Regions from separate parts of the Sus scrofa genome. Here region 2 is linked to region 1. Evidence: chromatin contacts called from public Hi-C data. All regions are on one chromosome and are shown on one strand. Each heading gives the region's core, a stretch centred on a gene start, on an enhancer-like site or on the middle of the called end of the contact. The rest is flanking DNA. Distances are from core to core; before and after follow the strand shown.

Region 1 (2,585 bases), core at 38-2,537:
TCTCTCATTTGTCCATGGGTGTGTGTGTGTGTGTGTGTGTGATACTGAGCTTCACCATTTTTTCTGCACTGTGAATTGTTAAAAATTTTAGGGGACTTTTTGTGGGGATGTTTTTCTCATGCTTGCTGTTCTAAACCCTTTCATTGCAGGATCCAGCCATTTCTGGCAATGAGACCCAGTATCTCACATTCACCAGAGGGCAGGAAAACAACGTATTCATCAAATGGCCAGACAACAGTGATATTGTCTGGGGAAAGGTAAGGCTTAGGGGCCTGTAATTAATCAGCATCACAATGTCTTGATTAAAAGAGGCTCTTGGGGAGTTCCCATCATGGCACAGTGGTTAACAAATCCGACTAGGAACCCTGAGGCTGTGGGTTCCGATTCCTGCCCTTGCTCAGTGGGTTAAGGATCCGGCGTTGCTGTGAGCTCTGGTGCAGGTTGCAGACGCGGCTCGGATCTGGCGTTGCTGTGGCTCTGGCGTAGACCGGCGTCTACAGCTCCGATGAGACCCCTAGCCTGGGAACCTCCATATGCTGTGAGTGTGGCCATAGAAAAGACAAAAATAAAAGAGGTTCTTGGGAGTTCTCTGGTTGCCTAGTGGTTTAAGATTCAGTATCGTCCCGGCTGCGGCTCATGTTCGATCCCTGGCCCAAGAGCTTCCGCATGTCATGGTTGTAGCCAAAATAAATAGATACATACACACATACATGTAAGATAAAAGAGGCTTTTAGTAAATCTTGGTAAAATATAGGGAGTAATTTGGAGTTCCTGCCATGACGCAGTGGGTTATTGATCCTGCTTATCTCTGTGGAGTCACCAATTCGATCCCTGGCCCTGCGCGGTGGGTTAGCTATCCAGCATTGCTGCTGCTGTGGCCTAGGTCGCAGCTTGGATTTGATCGCAGGCCTGGGAACTTCCATATTCCACAGGTGCAGCCAAAAATATATGTATATAAAATAAATATATATATATGTACACGCACACACATATATATATACACACATACACACACACGTATATGTAAGTTATGAATAAGTAGAAATCTGTTGCTTTTTAGCTTGATAAATATGAATAAGACCAAGGTTTCAGGTCTAATCCTCTAAGATATCAGTAAGCTCTGTTTATCGTCTGGAAGTTTGCCAACACCCCACCCTCATGTTTCCCAGCTGGTCATTTAACAAACATGAAGACTCCTTTCGGGAATGGCTCGGCAGTCTGTCTCCCAGTCACTCACTCTCATCTTTGACCCAGGAAGCTTAATCAACATCTAACTAAATCACTACATGTCATTGATTATTTTCCTCTTATCTCCTTTAATTCCCTTGTGTGGCCTCAATCCTTATCCTCATGGTTTGATTCATAGCAACAAGATTTTAAGTGAACTTCCTGACTCCAGGTGACAGTAGCTCTTAGCCAGAATTGAACTGCTCCGTAATAATCCTGTGTCACTTCCCCTTGCCCTGGGCACCTGTGGTGCTCACTGTGCCTTTGAATGCTTCCTCCCCAGCTTACCCCAGTAATATCTGCCCTTCAAGACCAACTCCAATAGTCCCCCTTAGGAGTTCCCATCATGGCTCAGCAGTTAAAGAATCTGACTGGCATCCATGAGGACGCAGGTTCAATCTCTGGCCTCGCTCGGTGGGTTAAGGATCCAGCATTGCCATGAACTGTGGTGTAGGTCACAGATGCAGCTTGGATCTGGTGTTGCTGTGGCTGTGGCATAGGCCAGCGACCATAGCTCTGATTCAGCTCCTAGCTTGGGAACTTCCATATGCTGCGGGTGCGGCCTTAACAAAAAAGATTAAAAAAAAAATTTAAAAAAATAGTCCCCCTTAGAAAGCAAAGACTAGCTTTTTTCTCCCTTTTCTGTATCATTGCCCTCAAAGAGTATTGCACACAACTTAGCTCGTTATGTTCCATACGTGAATTAGAAAATAAGGACTATTTCCTACTTAAATCTCATTAGATACAGACCATAGAAGAGTGCCTAGCATATAGTAAATGCTCATTTAATCAATGTATATAGTTAATATCCTTCTAATTATAGATGAAATTGGTTGATACTATGGCATTTTTTTTTCTCTTTCTTTTGTCCTTTTTAGGGCCACACCCACAGCACATGGAGGTTCCCAGGCTAGGGGTCGAATCAGAGCTGTAGACACTGGCCTACATCAGAGCCACAGTAATGCCAGATCTGAGCCTCGTCTGCGACCTACACCACAGCTCATGGCAACACAGGATCCTTAACCCACTGAGCAAGGCCAGGGATCGAACCCACAACTTAATAGTTCCTAGTTGGATTTGTGTCCGCTGCCCCACAATGGGAACTCCTATGGCATTTTTAATGATGCTTGTACTTGGGGTCCCTAGAAACTCATGGTACTGCTTAAAAGCACTGAGACTAAGTTTACAGCTTGTGAATGGAAATCAATCTTATTCCTTTAAATTCAGACTTAACATTTATTTTTCGTAAGAGGAATCTGGTTATAAGTCTATGACAGATAGCAGTGAGAACTGAATAATCATTTGCAAGGTGATTATTCAGAGGGTGTGTTTCAAATGGGTTTAGTCAATCATGACAT
Region 2 (2,585 bases), core at 53-2,552, 110 kb before region 1:
ACAGTGATTTGCCAAAGGAGGGGGACATTGGGCCAGTTGTAGGGCTCTTCTGCTACACCATGCTTCCGTTCCCTTCACGTGACTTCACAACCTCTGGTCAAAAACATCCTTGGTACCATAGAAATAAAAGGTTGCTCAACCAGTAGTTTAACTTAAAAGAAATTGACCCAAATTCAGTCAGACCATCGTGAATATAGATATAACCTCAATTCCAATACTTTTCCAATGTTGAAGCCCAGTGTTCCCACAGCTTTGTGCTAATTCCTGGTTGTATGTAGGGATCTTGACTGCTTTCCAGAGGAAAAACATAGGGAAACAAACTCTGCCTTCAGCTGAAGACAAGGAGGTCCACTCAGTAGAGAAGTGGTTCCATAAACCATTTACAGATCCAGTTTTATTCTCTTGCTTTTCTATTGTGTAAAATTGTTCTTATTAATGGAAAGTATGCATGAAATATTTTATTCTTTTTTTGATGTTCATGTTTTAATGGTATAAGGGAAAATATATAAATTATGTTAGGATTGCTAACGACAATGAATGTTTTGAGAAAATGATGCTTCTGTACACCTGAGAGTCTATATTTTTATGAGTCTCACAGTTAGGAAATACATAACCTGCACTACAAAACACGCATGCCAGTCAGCTGTAGAATGAGACCCCACTGTGCAAACATCAATGCAGAATTGTTTTCTTTTCCTTAGCTCTATTTTAGCTTCTTCATGAAGCTTTAATTTCAATAACATGTAATATTTTATTCTTAATAAGACAGCTGTGTCTGACAACTTCTAGGATTGGTTTCTAAAGCAATTACATGTGCTTTTGTTTTGTTTTTAGTGGATTTACTATCCATGCTGTATTAGTACTGGATAGTTTATGTTATTTTCTCTGATTCTGAACCACTGATGCCAGCGGCAGCCTCTTGGGGGAGGTGACACAATCAACCCTTATACTGGCCCTTTGCAAAGCACTTTCTCACCTGCTGTTTTCATTCATGCCTGTAGCCCTGCCAGGTTGGCATTATCATCCTATTTTTTTTGCTAATTTAGTTTTATTTTTGTATTTCACAACTGAAAATTTGAAAATCAGGTGAATTTTCCAGAACCTAATACCTAATGAATAACCGAAGTGGGATTTGAAAGAATCAAAAAGATGCCACTGAAATTCACCATTGGTTAGAGGATCATTGTTCTTATCTGGAACCTGGACTTTGCAAGTTTCCTTTGTCCTCCTCCAGGACGTGCAGTACTCGGACATCGACTACATGGAGCGGCAGCTGGACTTCACCCTCAGCCCCAAGTTTGATGGATTTCCAGCTCTGATTAACCGCATGAAGGCCAACGGCATGCGGGTCATCCTCATTCTGGTTAGTCCTGTGTGCCTGAAAGGAGTCCGCCTGGAGGAATGGATGGGGTTTGGTGGAGAAAGCTTTGTACTGTGTTTCCTTCCACACCATGAGCAGAGAAACTGAGATTCAGTAAGAAAGGTGTATTTTCCCAGATTCACAGAAGCTCTACAGCTCAGGTGGAAGCTGGCACCTTCCCTTTTGAGGAATGCTCTCTCTCTCTGTCTCTCTCTGTCTCTCTGTCTCTCTCTCTCTCTCTCTCTGTCTCTCTCTCTCTGTCTCTCTCTGTCTCTGTCTCTCTCTCTGTCTCTCTCTCTCTCTGTTCCGGGTCATTCTCTGGCTTTGGTTTTCTCACCTGACCTGTGCTTTGATTTCAGGACCCAGCCATTTCTGGTAACGAGACAAAACCCTACCCGCCGTTCACGCGGGGTGTGGAAGATGATGTCTTCATCAAATATCCAAATGATGGGAGCATTGTCTGGGGAAAGGTAGGCTCTTAGCAGGGATGCCCTAAAACCCCCAGCCTGGGGGTGGGAGCTGTAGTGTTTTTGCACTGTTTTTTTTTTCTTTTGCCTTTTCCATTTGGACTCTGAGGTCAGAAGTGTTCATTTTTTTCAGTCAGTGTTTGTCAACACCATCAAGGAATTTTTAAGGTGTGAAAGTGTATTGTGGGATCCACTTTTCTCTAGATCAGTCCTACAGGAAAATCAAAGTATTGTCACCCTTTGGGTGTGGTTTATAGTGTTTTGGGAAATACTGTGAGAAAAAGCACTTAGCACATTGCTTTTGAATGTTTTTCTCTCCACAGGTCTGGCCTGATTTTCCTGATATCTTTGTGAACTCATCTCTTGACTGGGACAGTCAAGTGGAGGTAAAAGGCCCTTTGTGGATGTTGGGTGAAGTTAGGCTGCCAGGAAGGCACAGCCGTACTCAGGATACTGGCCATCCATCCCTGTGCCATGGGCATGGGCAACGTGAGGGAATTCACATAGGGCACATGGCCTATATGTCTGCCTGTGTGCCAATCACCTTATGTGTAATATTTTACCCCATTTGACAGATGGGTATTATAATCTTTGCATAACTAAGACTCAGAAAGTTTAAGGTACTTGTGTGCATGGTCTTAGCTGACAGAGTGGTGATTTCAAATCCAAGGCTGTCAGATTCCCAACATCCATGAAATTTCTTAGAATGGCACCTCTAAGAAACCCTATCTTTTGCCTAAATTGGTGTATTTACTGTT

The links. A called contact is a pair of places that touch in the nucleus more often than the background predicts.
Region 2: a contact with region 1 is called in a Hi-C map of liver, with 1.9 times the contacts expected there. The contact joins two enhancer-like sites. A contact is called at or near these places in 2 of 5 promoter capture datasets (fetal skeletal muscle and liver) and 15 of 47 Hi-C or Micro-C datasets (embryonic fibroblasts, fetal heart ventricle, fetal liver and 6 more).

What each region holds. Positions count from the first base shown.
Region 1 is chr18:7,795,188-7,797,772 of Sscrofa11.1, reverse strand. It overlaps MGAM2 (putative maltase-glucoamylase-like protein FLJ16351), which reads left to right. Exons shown (of 49, transcript XM_021079095.1): 33 at 150-257. Among named protein-coding and RNA genes, the nearest start is that of MGAM2, 67 kb to the left of the region's middle. Within about 2 kb of position 1,287, at least 1 of the 83 cell types and tissues checked has an H3K27ac peak or open chromatin away from gene starts, as enhancers often do. A contact at or near this core is called in liver, where this site is marked.
Region 2 is chr18:7,901,413-7,903,997 of Sscrofa11.1, reverse strand. It overlaps MGAM (maltase-glucoamylase, intestinal), which reads left to right. Exons shown (of 48, transcript XM_021079097.1): 32 at 1,235-1,363; 33 at 1,720-1,830; 34 at 2,151-2,213. Among named protein-coding and RNA genes, the nearest start is that of MGAM2, 39 kb to the right of the region's middle. Within about 2 kb of position 1,302, at least 2 of the 83 cell types and tissues checked have an H3K27ac peak or open chromatin away from gene starts, as enhancers often do. A contact at or near this core is called in liver, where this site is marked.